2 separate regions of the Rattus norvegicus genome follow, and region 1 is linked to region 2. Evidence: chromatin contacts called from public Hi-C data. All regions are on one chromosome and are shown on one strand. Each heading gives the region's core, a stretch centred on a gene start, on an enhancer-like site or on the middle of the called end of the contact. The rest is flanking DNA. Distances are from core to core; before and after follow the strand shown.

What was found. Hi-C and Micro-C count contacts between places; a contact is called where the count stands out from the background.
Region 1: a contact with region 2 is called in a Hi-C map of mammary epithelial cells, with 3 times the contacts expected there. The contact joins the promoter of Ndufaf6 here to the enhancer-like site in region 2. A contact is called at or near these places in 9 of 12 Hi-C or Micro-C datasets (the A7r5 cell line, the Rat2 cell line, Schwann cells and 5 more).

Annotation. Positions count from the first base shown.
Region 1 is chr5:28,962,738-28,970,515 of GRCr8, forward strand. Ndufaf6 (NADH:ubiquinone oxidoreductase complex assembly factor 6) reads right to left here and starts at 6,493. Exons shown (of 9, transcript NM_001276441.1): 1 at 6,286-6,493; 2 at 3,355-3,454; 3 at 280-402. The coding sequence starts at 6,482.
Region 2 is chr5:28,918,759-28,926,505 of GRCr8, forward strand. It overlaps LOC108350932 (a long non-coding RNA gene), which reads left to right. Exons shown (of 5, transcript XR_010066493.1): 4 at 807-4,279. Among named protein-coding and RNA genes, the nearest start is that of Plekhf2, 19 kb to the left of the region's middle. Within about 2 kb of position 4,018, at least 12 of the 93 cell types and tissues checked have an H3K27ac peak or open chromatin away from gene starts, as enhancers often do. A contact at or near this core is called in liver, where this site is marked.

The DNA of each region.
Region 1 (7,778 bases), core at 5,243-7,742, 46 kb after region 2:
CCTTAAGTTGCGCATGCTGCAGCAAGGCAAGTCACCAATACACCCGACAAAACAGCGCAGAACACTAAAGGAGCCCAAGAATATTCAGGGTCAACCCCACCACCATCAGCCCTGAATCACACCCAACAAGGAGGCCCAAACTCTTACATATCTTACATATCCAAAGTAGGAGACTCCTGTGTGAACATAAGCATATATGTGCGCGCTCACACACACACACACACACACACACACACACACACACACACACACACACACACACCCCTCTTTTCCTTTTACCTTCCAGAGCTCCATGGCCACTGGCTGGTGTGGCGGGTTGTCACAGAACATGTCTTCCACAGCTTTTCTCCAGAACTGCATGCGCATCAGGCCAATTGTTTTCTCAGAGACCGAGTCCTTAACCTGCAACAGGTAAAACCTCTTAGGCTGGAGACATAACTCAGTGGCAGAGTGCTTATCTGTCTGTGTACAGAAACCCCAGCATAGAAACAAACGAAGACAACTTATGGTTTGAAAACCCAGCTATTATGAGGGGACCTCTGAGTTCATCCAACCATCCTGAACCATTACTATGGTGGTCAGTACATGACTTCATGTTTCAGAGCAAACACAAAGTATAAACGGACTGAATGCACATTCCCCTCGATGCTATAATGAATATATTTTATTAGCATAATATGGGCCAGGTGTAGTGGCTCATGCCTGTGATCCCAGCATTTGGGAGGACAAACAATTGCCGTGAGCTCAAGGCCAACCTGGGCTATGTAGTAAGCTCCAGGCCAGCCTGGGCTACAGAATAAGACCATGTCTAAGTTAATTGCGGAGGTCAGAGGAGAGCTCCATGGAGTCAGCTTGCTCCTTCCAGCCATATGTCAGTTTCAGGGATTCGCCTCAGGCTGCCAGATTTGTGAAGTGAGTGCTAACCACTGAGCTTGCGGTTTAAAAGGTTGGTTTGTGAGGCTGGTGAGACGGCTGCTGAGAGCACTGGGTGCTCTTCCTGCATATCCCCCACCACAGCCCCCACCCCTGGTTCAATTCCCAGCACCCACATGGCGGCTCACAGCCATCTGTAACCACAGTTCCAGGAGATCCAATATCCTCTTGTGGCCTGCACAGGCGCCAGCTGCACACATGGTATACGGATGTACACACAGGCAAACACTTATACACGATATAATGAAATTAACAGTAACAATATAAGTTGTTTCTCCTTGAGCTGGGTTTGTAGCACGTGACAGGTGGCCGCAAGAGGACCAAGGCACCCTCAGCTGTGTCACAAGTTTAAAGCCCATCCGGGTTACACGAGAGCCAATGCCAAAAAACCAAAGCAAGCCGCTGTCTTCAGCAGTCAGGCCACTCTGCTCCAAATCTGCTCCACTTCTGGTGAGAACCTTCCAGTGTTGGGACTGCTACGGCACATGCTCAGGTTAAGCATGAGTATTCTTTGTCACGACATCAGCTCTGAGCTGCTCCTGTACTGTGGATCCCACATCTGCAACCTGACTTTTTTGGTCACTAACTTCAATTACTCAATATCAGTTGTACGAGGGTGACCAGCCATACATTTCCCCGTGTGAACTGGCGAGTCAACAGGCTGGAAGGATGGCTCGGCAGCTGAGAGCACTCAGTACCTGGCAGAGGTGTTTGGTTCTAAGCACCCATGTGGTGGCTCACGACAACTCCTAACTCCAGTTCCAGTGCTCCAACACCCTTTTCTGACCTCCATGGGCACCAGGCACACATTCAGTGTGTGTACATACATGCGGGCGAAATACTCATACACACACACATTTTTTTAAAATAGATCTTTTTAAGAAATGATAAATCAAGTTAGATTTCCCTTCTCTCATCGTGATAATCGCATAGAGGTTGGCAAGGTGCACACCGTTTGTCCCCAGCACTTGGGAGCAATGGCAGGTAGATCTCTGTGAGTTTTAGGGCAGCCTGGTCTACACAGTGAGTTCTAAGAAAGCCAGGGATACATAGTGAGACCCTCTATCAAAAACCAAAACAACAAACAAGAATGTAGGGGCCGTTCTGATGCTACAGTCCTGTTCCCCAATTGGTTCTTGATCTGCCAGTAAAGAAGCCATGGGCCAATTGCTGGGTGGAAAGGATAAGGCAGGACTTTCAGGTCCCTGGAGGCAGGCAGACAGATGCAAGGGAGGAGATGAAAAGTTGACCAGCCATAGGCTGCTCCTACAGGTGGGTGGGTGGTCAGGGATGTTTAGCAGGGGCCAGATGTAACTGAGCAACTAAAGTTAAGGGTAGGTAGGAGGTGCACAGCTAAGAGCACGCTAGCTGTGAGAGTTTAAAGCCTAGCACTTGTGCCAAGAAAGCAAGCTGAAAATGAACGTGTGTGTGTGTGTGTGTGTGTGTGTGTGTGTGTGTGTGTGTGTGTGTGTGTTGTATGTGTCCTGTAGATTCAAGGGAAGCGGGGTGAGGGGGCTAGTAGCAGGGCCTGTTCCTGGAGCTTTGGTGGGGTAGCAAAGCAACACACAACACAAGAATAATTGTCTGTTGCAGGTGCCTCAGTGTCCCTGAGGAATTCCTGGTGGCTTTCAGACTTTCTAGGAAAGACAAAAGGTTTAGCTAAGGAAGAGGGTGAACTCACTGGGAGAGAGAAGGCGGTAGCCAAGGCTCCTGAGGAAAGGTGCTACCAGGAGGTGCAGCCTACTTGGCACTAGCAGAGGCAAGTGTACACAGAAAGTAAGCTCACTCTTGCGTTTATAACGTGCTGTGGTTTTCCCCATGGGCCACTCTATTCAAGACTCTGCACTTCCCTGTTCCTCACTTCCAATATCTGACCTATCTGCTGCTGTCCTAAGAAGACCAACCATTTGACTAAACTTCATCCATTTCTACCCCTACTTCAAATTTGTCGTGTATCTTCCCATGCTCTGTCTACTCGAGGGAAAAGAAGGCTCTGTTCTTCCTCTGTAAGTCTGAGACAAAAGCAGTCAGGGCCTCCAGAATCTCTTACACTCTGCAGTCCATTCGCCTGCACACTAGGTCTTAAGCTTTTCCGATTTTCTATACACGCACACAAAGTATGAAACTGCTAGAGAAAGCAGTAAGTCTCTCACTAGTTTATTCAATTAACAGTGATAAATGCAAATCCGAAATACACTCAGGAAAACTTAAAAATCCAGAATATCATTTCCAGAAACATTAAACTCACCGACTAGTTTTATTTCTTGGTACTAACCAAGCCTGAGTAGCTAGCAAGAGAAAGAAACCACTAGCAACGACTTTAAGTCGTCTAACGTGGATTACTCGATTTCTTTACTGTTCATTATTAAGTACACCCTACAACCATCTTGTCATAATATTTTAAGGTATTTTAATACCAGCCTGAGCCAGTTCCACATTGAAGGCCCGCAGTGCAGAAGCAGACCTTTGACACTCTGCAGGGAACAGTAAGGAACACAAGTAGCTTTCATAATCCCGTTTCCTACAACAAACAGAAACAGAGAAAAGAAGGTAGTTAATCTTCACTTTCCGAGCTGCACACAAAATACTGACAAAAAAAACTACAAACAGTGAAGCTATGGATCACAGTAGGCCTCAGTTCTCACATAACTATTTCTCTATTAAAAAAAAATCTGCTTCTCATCACAAACATGTTAAGAGGGAAATCTTTATTTTGTTTTTATTTACAAAGCACTTGTAATTGCTTCAGAACATTTTGCTTTTAGTAAAAATTGAAATGAGCTATAAAGGAAAAAAGCAAAGCTGGATATGCTGATATATGATATATATACACACATACAAACATACATACATCCATACATACATACACATAGCATTTCAGAAGTGAAAGTAGGAGTATCAGGAGCTCGAGGCTAGCCAGGCTACATGAAACTGTCTCAAAATAACAATGAAGAAAGGTTGTGGGGGGCAGGTAGGTATAAAGAAAAATAGTTTAAGTACATTTTTATTACAGATACATAGAAAGACGCAGAAATAAGATGTATAAACCAGCAGGATGGTGGCGCATGCCTTTAATCCCAGCACTCAGGAGGCAGAGGTAGACTACAGAGTGAGTTTTAGGACAGCTAGCACTGTTACACACAAAAAACCCTATCTCAAACAAACAGAAACAATGTGTGTATGCATTTCTGCATTTGCTAAAAGAGTCTAGAAGCACAAATAGACCCCATTCCCCCAGCATCAACAAATAATACCAATTACCTAAATATGGGCATTGGTTCCTAGGACCTCCATGTATTTTTGAAAGAATAACATTCCAAGCTGGGGCCACAGAAAATATAAAACAAGCTAACGGCTTGAACATAAACCAAAGACTGGAAAGATTATTGTCAAAAGAACACCAGAACCAAGTCTGGCAAAAGTCTGCGTATCCAAAAAATGGGTACAGTGTTTACCCAGGAGGCTACAGCAAGAGATTGCAAGTCCACAATTTCAGGATCTCAAGGGCAGCTCTCGAGCACTTGAGAAGCTTTCTAGGAATAGAATGGCTATCATATAGCTCAGTGGGACAGAGCTTGTCTAGCATCACCAGGCTCTGACCAGAAAGAAAACGGTAACAAAACATGGCAGGGTGACAGCCAGAGTTGTAAACTCAGTCCTTGCTCAGAGTGGGAGGAACCCAAAACACTGGGCGAACACGGATGCAATTGCATTTCTCAGATTCACTTCCCCAATTAAATCCAAGGTGATTTAGTTATTTTAGTAATGCTCAGAAGTCCTTGAAAACAAGCATTTTAAAACCAGATACAGAGGCCGGAGAGATGGCTGACCGCTTAGGAGCACTAGCCGTTCTTCCAGAGGGCCCCTGTTTGATTCCCAACATCACACTGGCTCCCAACAGTTCCAGGGAATCTGATCTGTGGCTCTAGGCATGTACACAGTACATTCAGGCAAAACTACTCATACACGTGAAGTAAACACAACACATAATAAAAACAACAAGACAAAACAGACGTGGCACTTGGGACAGAGAGCAGCAGAGCTTGGGTTTCAGGACAGCCTGGTCTACAGGGTCAACCAAAGCTACAGAAAAACCCTGTCTCAAAACAAACGAACAAAAACCATACTGGATAACTGCTGTTAGCAAGGAAGGGCAAAATGCAGGGGTAGTGTGGGTGGAGGAAAATAAGCCATTGATTATTCACAGGGCTCAATTCCAAGACCGCCCAACCCATCCCCACACCCCCACATGTCCATGGAGGAACTCCCAGATGTCTTTCCTGATACCAGGTGAACAAAACATACGAGGCTGTTCTTATAAATCTCAGGAAAATTTCCTTAAAACTATTAAACTTCATTTTAAAAATTGTATTTGTTTGTATGTGTATGAGTGTTTTGCCTACACATATGCCTATGCACCATGTGCCTATCTAGTGCCCAAGAAGGCCAGAAGAGAGCATTAGATCTCCTGTGGGTGCTAGGAATCAAACCTGGGTCCTCTAGAGCGGCCTGCGCTCTTTTCTTTATTATTATTATTATTATTATTATTATTATTATTATTATTATTATTATTATTATTTTTAACTTGAGTATTTCTTATTTACATTTCGAGTGTTATTCCCTTTCCCGGTTTCCGGGCCCACATCCCCCCTAACCCCTCCCCCTCCCCTGAGGCCTGCGCTCTTAACCGTTAACCCATCTCTCCAGCTCCTAAATGCTCTTTCTTGCGCAAGGCCCTGGGTTCGGTCCCCAGCTCCAAAAAAAAAAAAAAAAAGAACTAAATGCTCTTTCTTAAAAATCCCTTACGGGAATTACAACTTTTAAGGAGCGTTAAATAAGTTGATTTGGACTTTATTTTTGTAAACAAATTTTTAGCTTTGAGGTTGCTTTGTAGTCAAACTTGAGCCTCCAGCCCGTACCTCCTAACAGGATGAGTCAAAGGCGAGCGTGCCAAGTTCTGAGAGATGTGTTTATCCAAAGCACGCTAGGCAAGCACCTTACCAACCGACCTAAAAATCCGCAGCCCCCGTGAGTCACTTTATATAGTACAGCATACAGAGCCCAAAGTCAGTTAACGGTGTTAAAGTCACTAGCTGTCCACGAATAAAAAGTGCTATCCATGCAAAGGGTCCCTTAAAATTGGGCTTCAGGCAGAGTGATGTGTTGAGTTGAAGAAGAAATCCTGCCAGGATTTCATGGCCACGTGCGGCCTCCTCCAAGCACCAGCACGGGGCCCAGCAGAACGCAGGGCCGGGCCGCGAGGAGGCAGCCCCAGGCTCCAGGTTCAGCACTCCTCGTTCCACGGGCTCTGGGCTCTCGGGGATGGAAAGTCCCCCGGGCGCGGCCGCTCACCTCAGCAGCTCCAGGCAATAGAGGTGGGAATCCGGGATGCCCGGCCCGCTGGCTGCAGCCACGCTGCGCCGGACTGCCGAGAGCCTCGGCAGGCGCCGCACACGTTCCCACGGATCCCGAGGCGGTCGGCGACGGAACAGACCAGCCAAACCGAACGGCCTTGGACCGGGGACTGATCCCAGCATGGAGGTCGCCATGACACCTTCTTACGTGCCCTCCGACCCTGAGGCCACGCCCCCGGCAAGCGGCCACGCCCCCGGCAGAGCTCAGCAACTCAGCAGAGGAAGGACGCCACTCAGACCGGAGCCAGATGTCGCTGTGGTCCCGCACACTGGTGATTTGGCTGTCCTCTCCAGCGTCTGCCCTCACTGGACTCCGGAACGCCAAAAGGGATGGGTGCCTCCTTTTCAAAGAAGAAGCGACTGACGTTACATCCCGCCACCCAGAGACCCCCGTCTTCCTTTGGTCCTCTACAAGGGCGCTGTTGACTCTTAGCTTGTAACTGCACCGCAGGAAGCATGCTGTACCTGAATGCCCACTATTCACCCACACACATTCCCAGAGACCTCCCAGCGTGGACCTCAATGAGTGCAACTGACTAGCCACTCTACCTCCAAGAGAAAAACAAAGATGCTTGCGAGATGCAACAGGTTATGCCTCCATTATCAACCACTTGATAATGGATAGAGAGGGAGGGAAAAGGGGGGAGGGGGCAGAATTTACTTTCTTTCCTTTTGTCTTTTCTTTTTAAAAAAGTAATTGGTAACAGTATTATCATTTGCCATTGGTTGTCTCTCACCACGCTCTAAAAGCCCAAGAGGGCAGACTCATTTGTTTTGTTACTTGTGTAACACCAGCCCTAAGCAGGCTGTGACAAGAAGTGTCGAGTGTTCAAAGCCAGCCTACACTACACAGTGAGTTTGAAACAAGACAAAAGATAAAGTTGTGAACCTGAGAAAGAAAAGTAGCCTCTCCGCTAGGAATCGAGCCAAAGCCTTTTGCCAGTGGAGAATTTAGAATTCCAGTATAAGGCTGGAGAGATGGGTCAAGGAGTAAATACAGGATGGGGTGAAGGAGCTCAGAAGACAAAATGGAAGCTCAGAAGAGCAGGAGACAAAAGAAGGCAACAGGAGGCAAACATGTTGAAATACATAATGTACATGCCATAATGAAAGCCGTTATTATATATAATTAATATGTGCTAATTTAAATATTTAAATACAATAGTTTAAAATACAATAAAAATTATACTATACTGCAAATGATATGTTCTTACCAACTATTATTAATTGAATATTCTAGGTATAGTGGCACGCACATATAATACCAGCATTTGAGAGTTAGGAGCAAAAAGATAAAGAATTCAAAGGATACCGGGAGAGATGGCTCAGTTGTTAAGAACAATTGTTTGTACTCTAATGAGGGAGAGAAAGAGAGGATGTAGACTTAGTTGAGTGGGGAAGTGAGGATGATCTCCAAGGAAGTAGGGGAGA
Region 2 (7,747 bases), core at 2,768-5,267:
CTCAGGAATCTAACAGAAGTTCTTTGGTGAGGTTCTCTCTAGGAAGTCACCACAAGCGAAGCTTAGCAACACAATGTAAGACAAACCAATCCATGTCTGTCATCAACAAAGACTAGCAAATCAACACTGGAGCTTCTACTCTCTGTGGGGGTCATATTTGTATTTTTTCTAAGCATAGCACATCCTCTCACCTGTGTCTGCTTTAGCAAGACATCCTATTACCTGTCTGCCCCAGCAAAACATCATCATAACCTGAGTCTCTAAAGAAAGCAGAATTTTCCACTTTACCTTTGAGTGCTCTGCCTGTCTGTAGTCTCGATGCCTACCTTTTCTTCCCCAACAATTCTCCTTCGAGTGGTATTTGGAATTTTCTCTGTGGGATTGTTTACATGGGACTGGGTCACTCCAACCTCCAACAGTGGGATTCCTACAGCCAGGCCCTATTGGAACAGCAAAGCCACCTGCACACCAGAATTGTCTCAGAAACAAACACATGACATGAGTTTGGCATGTCAGAGTCAAGGAAATGTTATCTGAAACAATCTGGTTCCATATTGGGAGGGCACAAGGCTTCTTCCTAGGGTTTCTGGAAGAAAAGTTTCCAGGCCTGGAGCTTAAACCTTCGCGGTGTAAAGGGCGTGTGCGCTGGAGCGTGGACCTTCCAAGTTTAAAGGCGAGTGCGAAGCCAGCAGAGGGAAGAGGAATGCATAGGGCTGGGGGTGGTTGATGTCTCCGTTACAAATTCACCCTTGATCGCTTGCTCAGCAGAAAATTTAGCCCGGCCTTTAAATATTTCTCCTCTGCAGCAGTTATGAACTCTGACGGTAGAGGGCACTGGGGAGACATTGCCGAAGAAAGAAAGGGCTCTGCTTTCTGGTTCTGGTATGTTCTACGCCAGCTCAACTTCTTCTTCAGTGCCCAGCTCTTGCAACACCCACGGCTCTTCTGCCTCCTGGCTCTTTTGTTTCACCAGATTAACGGGCACTTCCCCCAGTACCTTCAGAAAGACACTTCTCCATGAATAATTTGGGAATGCCAGGGACTGTATAGCGACACCTCGCCGCAGCAACTCCTGTCAGTCATAAAACACAAGGTGGCCGATTTTTTTTCTTCCTCGAGTATTCTGTCTCAACCCTAGGTGTTCTCCGTATCTGAATTATTTAGAATTATCTCTACTCATATTTGGGCCATAAAGCCAAAAGACATGATCCTAAATATCATAATCCAGAATGTTGAAATCATGAAAGTTCAATATCCTTAAGTCTAAGATAACAAAAAGATTAAAATTCTAAAATTACACTTCTGGGGAAGATTCAAATTTATTTTAAAAGACTTAGTTACATTTTAAGAGGAGATTTATTTGAGAAATGTAAAAATACAATAGACTATTTTATAGGCCACTTCTTTTTTATTTTTTTTTTTTCTTTAGTGAAGTTTATTTGAATGGAATGGCTTCCAGGCTATGACCAGGCCTGGGAGTAGAGTGGGGGGTATTAGGCAGAAAGAATACAATCATGAAGGTCTAAGCAGGATGTGGCCTTGAAGGACAGACAGGCTTTTTCCTGTAAAGAGGAACGAGGGAGAGAGGCCAGGCAAGAGCAGCTGTTCCAAACCCCAGGAGAGGGATGGAAGGTGGGGGGCAGAGAAATGTCTTTAGGGAACAGCCTTCAGGTCACCTACCTGAGAAAACTCCCCAAATGAAAAATCTGACTCTTTATATCCTGTTAGGAAATTTAATATCACGTGACTTAGTTCAACACAGCAGGCATGACCAAGCACATGGAGGAGCCAGGACCATAAATCATGAAATGGGCCTTTATAGGCCACTTCATATATGAAACACACACACACACACACACACACACACACACACGTGGCAGGGGGAGCATGCACAATAACACACAAGCTTACTACAGAGAATTCCATGATTATAATGGTTGTGAGCAGATGAGCTGTATTCATACATTGTTCAAAATGCAAAGTTACAAGACATGCAGAGTTTAGAAGAGCTGAAGCTCAGGGTCTTCCTCGGTTCCATGACATGTTCAAGTCCAGTCTGGACTATCAACATGGGGGTCGGGGAGCTGGGGAGGTTTCTCAATGGTTAGGAGCACTGGCTGCTCTTCAGAGGATCCAGCTTCAATTCCTAGCAACCACATGGCAGCTCCCAAGTGTGTATAACACCAGTCCCAGTGATCTGACACCCTCTTCTAACTTCACAGATGTCACCGATGTCACCCCCACAGAGACATACATACAGGCAAAATAGTCAGACACATAAAATAAATTAAAAAAAAATGCAAGAGTGGAAGTGGTGGCACAGGCCTTTAATCCCAGCACTTGGGAAGTTAAAGCAGGTAGATCTTTATGAGTTCAAGGCCAGCCTGGTCCTACTTGGGAATCTCCAGGCCAGCCAGTGCTACACAGTGAGACCTCCATCTCATAAAACAAACAAAAAATGCACAATGGACATATATATCTCTTGGTTAATAGTTTCGTGCATTCATCTTTATAACTGTGGTTGGTGAGCGATTTGCATGTTTTGTAAGATAAATAAAACTCACTGGGGAGCATGGATATCGCTCAGTATTGGGTAGAGCACATGCCTAACACATGGCAGTGTTCAGTTCAATCCCAGCACTACAAGAAAGCACGCACGCGCACACACACACACACAATGGGTCGTATCAGGAACACATTGTTTATGCAGTTACTCAAAGAGCCAAGATCTTAAGAAACGTTATCTTTCCCAAATGGAGATATACAAAAGACAATCTCTTTGTCTCAAAGAAAATTTGACATTTGATTGTTTGTTTGTTTGTTTGTTTGTTTTATTTTTGAGGCACAGTTTCTCTGTTAGCTCTACCTGTCCTGAAACTTGCCCTGAAGAGCAGGCTGGCCTGGAACTCAGAGATCCGTCAGCCTCTACCTCTGGAGTGTTGGGGACTAAAGTCATGAGCCACCATGTCCCTACTGAGATTTTAAGATCTTTATCACATCAAATCAACTATAACAATGTTTCTTCACAGAACTGGTTTTGCCAAAAATGCATCTAGAGGATAGACATGCTGATGAGTATCTTTAATCCCAGCAGAGGCAAGTACATCTCTGTGGGCTTAAGGCCAGCCTGGTTTACACAGTGAATTCCAGGACAGCCAAGATGACATAGAAAGACCATGTCTAATTCACCCCGGAATCCCATTCCCCCCACCACCAAAAAAAAGTAAACAACAGGAAAAAAAAAAAAAAAGCATCGAACTAGAGAGATGACTCAGCAGTTAAGCGCACTGACTGTTCCTTCAGAGGTCCTGAGTTCAATTCCCAGCAACCACATGGTGGCTCACAAGCATCTGTAATGGGATCTGATGCCCTCTTCTGGTGTGTCTGAAGACAGCGACAGAGTACTCACATAAAACAAATAAAATCTTTTTTTTAATAAAAGCATCTAATATCTGAGAAGACCTGGGGAGGAAATATATAACATGGTGAGGTGTAGAAAGTAAAGTTGAAGGTTTAACACTGTGTGGGAAGAGAGTAAAACAAGAAGTAAAGCTTACGCATATTAACATATTAAAAGTGTATGGGCTGGAGAGCTGGCTCAGCCATTAAAGGTCAGACTCACAACCAAAAATAAAGTGTGTTTTGCGGGTGGGTTGTAGGCAATCGCCTACAAGTAAGTCCATAGCAGTGGGCAACTATCATTAAATTTTATATAAGTCTTGAATCAGCGAATATCTGCTTTTTTGCTTTTTTACTTTCTTTTTTTTTGGGGGGGGGTTCTCAGGAGGAAAAAAATCTTCAGTCACCTTTTAGATAGTACACAGTGGTTTTCCCCCCACACTTACTTATTTTTGTGTGTGTGTACACGCACCAATGTGCCTCCGAGGCCGAAAGCAGTCATCGTATTCCCCTGGGACTGGAGAACAGATGACTGCGACCCACCACAAGGGCGCTGGGAACCAAATATCCAGTCCTCTGCAAGAGCGGCCAGGGCTCTACCGCTGAGCCACGCCTCCAGCCCCAGCCTGCTAGCTTTACTTTTTATCCGTGATTTGATGTTCGCTGACGTAGCATTCCCTCCCACTTTCTCCGTCTCCCACGTCGCAGCGCGCATTATTTTGAATATACAAAAGTCCGTTCTGCGGGTATTCACGTACTGGCCACGCGTTTGACAGAAAATGGCTGCGGACTAAACGGCAGCAGGTGAACATCCTGTCGCTCCTCACCTCCGTAATTGTGGGACCAGTTAACTTTTCTGGCTTCTTCACACAAGTGCAGTGTAAGTGCATCAAGAACTTGAAGGGGTGTCAATGCAGATAATAAACACACTGAAGTTTCACCCCTGCGGTACCATGCAGCTAATCCCTCCCCACCCCCTCCCCAACTGCCCTGCCCCCTTCCGGAGGCTGGACTTACCGCCCTTTTTTATGTAGCAGTTTCCCAGCAATGTGGGAATTCCGGGTTGGGGGTCTTGATTGAGGTTTTAGGATTTCAGCACTCAGGATTTGAATCTCTGGGGACGATGATCCTGGAGTTCAGGCTTCAAGGATGATCAGCGAGGATTTCAATATTCAGGATTGTATCTTTGGGGGCTTCCCATCATCACTTGGTAATAATCCTTTATTCCAATCACCCATTGAAGTAAAGCATTCTTTAGGCTTTTTTTTTTTTCCCTGAAAAAATGATCCCATAATTATTTTTGTCCCACTGGAAGTAAGAGCAGGCTACGACTGGAATGTCTGAGTTTGGATCTGTCTGAATCGAAAGCTCCCTCTAGCCAGAGCTGGAGCTTCCGGTTTCCGGTCTATGATATCTCGGCACTGGGGAGACTGAGGCAGGAGAATCAAGAGTCTGAATTTACATAACAAGGGCCTATCTCAAGGTTTTTGTTGAACATTTTTTTTTTTTTTGGTTCTTTTTTTCGGAGCTGGGGACCGAACCCAGGGCCTTGCGCTTCCTAGGTAAGCGCTCTACCACTGAGCTAAATCCCCAGCCCCTTGTTGAACATTTTTTAACTTGATTTATTTATCTGGGTGTGTGTGTTGACTTGTGGAAGACAGAGGAAAACTTTCAGGATGATTTTTCTTCTACCTTTGGGATGGAGGGATGTCAGGTACCTTTCCCTACAGAGCCATCTCAGCCAATCTCAGAAGCTTTAAACTATCTCTCTCAGGGGGTACCGCGATTACATAGACTCTTTCCTTTTCTCTGGCAAATCGAAGACTGACACTCATACAAGCTACAAAAGAGGAACAACCAAGGGAACAAAAAAATCCTTACCAAATGCCCAGTCAGGAGGCAAAATGAAACCGTACAGACTCATCACAGCAAAGGGTTAAACCTTACAGCCAACTCAAATTATTTGACTTCAATCTCACATGTCCGGCAACAGGTCGGGGCCAAAAGAACAAAAGTTACAGGGAGACCAAATCTTAGTTCATTGTGGCAGCATGAAGAACTATGCAGGAACTCAGTATTCAAAATGGAATCAAACTAGGAGCGATGGCCCACGCCTTTCATCTCCATACTTAAGTTCTAGACCAGTCAGAGCTATATATTGAGTGCCTGTCTCCAAAAGAAGAAAGTGGATTTAACTGCCTTGTTCAGTTGTGAGTGCCTTGTTGTAGAGATGTTGGGAACAAGGAGCGACAGTTACTGCCCAGATTACTATGGAAGAGATTATCGTGTTACTGCGCTGGGTACTGTATCGTGTTACTGAGCTGCAACTGAATGAGCCCATGAAGTCCCTCCAAAATCTAAGATTCTACTAAGCCCCAGCTAAAGGAAAGACAGGGGCAATGCTGTGCATTGTGTCATCAGGACCTCTGGGTACTGCCAGATGTCATCGGATGCAAAGAACAGACACCAAGTCACCAGATAGTGACATTTAAATACAGACTTCTTGCCCCGTCGAGAACACAATGTATCCTGTGGAATGCAGCAAAGCAATCACTGTAAACAAAATTATCCCGAAAAGAAACATAGTAGACACTTGGCTTTCATTCGGCTGAAGCATGTTTACCTGACTCAGAATTGCATTGTTTCAACGAGTCAGCAAATGAAAAGTGCCCTGAGACTAGGCTTTACCTAAAGGTTGGAGCGAGACGCTGGGAGAGAGGCAGCCAACCCTGATTCTGGATTCTAATCCTGTTTTTCTAGTAACCTTGAGTCGGGCAAGGAGGGTGGGGGGCGGGGGAAGAAAGCAAACGAACTTGATTTTGCTGAACCCTGGTTTGTCCAGCTACAGGAATAAAGAAAGCCACCGTCACACCCCCTTGTACAGTGTGTGAAAATCCAGCAGGAAATGCCCAGGGAAACAGGAAACGATGCACTTGTTGGTGAAGATACTCCAGGTCAGAGCTTTGTGTGGAGAAGTTCCTGCGAATAGCTTACGCTGCCGAGAACTGGATCATCCAGCCAACGTTTTCCAACACCCTCTGAGTTAGTTTCCTTTCTAAAGATGTCCGATTCCCATCTACTTGGCTCTAGTTCTTGTATAAATGTAAAGCGGTGGGTCTGATGGCCTGGAATCCATGTAGTCAGAAGCCATGTAAAGTGGAAAACCTCTAGACCGAACAGTTTATCAGCTGTGATCACCCACCATCATCACCAAAAACGATCTAGTTGCAAAGGCAAGGCGGACGTCTGTGCTGTACAGCCCTTTCCAGGTTAATCACTTGCTTCCATGTTCTGTTTGCTATTGTCCTATTTCCTTTCTGCATGCAGACCACATCCTGAGGAGGAAATCTATTTAAAACCTGACCCGCACAGGTATCTCCGTCTCGGGGCCATTTACTGATGGCCCATTTATTCCTCGGAGGGCGAGTGGACCAAGACAGGTTACTTGACAGGGGTGGGGCTTGGGGGAGAGGTGGTGAGGGATGGGCCTTCAGAGTTTACCTCCCTTCATCAGTTTACCTCAGTTCTTAACTTCCAGCTCAGACAGACTTAGCCATGTCTCACCCAAAACCTTATGCTTGAAAACAGGATAATTGTCTGCATCCCATAGCCAGGCAAAAGAACCTAAGACTTGTTTGCAGATGTTCTGTGAGACCCGGCGGCAATGGAAAGGTCACCAGAGACCTCATTTAAAGGTTGTCTCTCCTAACAACAGAGGATTAATGCGCAGTTACAAATGTCCTACAATTGGAAACACTTCAGAGATGAGAGAGTGGAGGGGTGTAGTCAGTCAGAGGGACACCTGAAGGCACAGACTCTGTGTGTATGTGAAGAGATGGGAGGAGAGAACTTTCGAGGTACAGGTCTCCAGACTGCAAGGAGTGTGTGTGTGTGTGTGTGTGTGTGTGTCTGTCTGTCTGTCTGTCTGTCTGTCTGTATATATCTGTTTCTGTCTGTGTGTGTGTATCTGTCTGTCTGTATGTATGTGTCAGTGTGTGTCTGTATGTGTGTGTGTCTGTGTATATCTGTGTGTGTGTCTGTGTATATCTGTGTGTGTCTGTCTACCTGTGTGTCCATATGCTTGTCTGTGTGTATGTGTTGTGTGTGTCTGTATATATCTGTGTCTGTCTATCTGTGTGTGTCTGCGTGTGTGTGTCTGTCTGTCTGTGTCTTATGTGTCTGTGTGTGTCTGTGTGTGTGTTAGTGTGTGTGTGAGTGTGTGTCTGTGTATGAGTGTGTGTGAGTGTGTGTGAGTGTGTGTATGTGTGTGTGAGTGTGTGTGTGAGTATGTGTCTGTGTGTGTGTGTGAGTGTGTGTGTATGTGTGTGTATCTGTGTGTGTGTGTGTG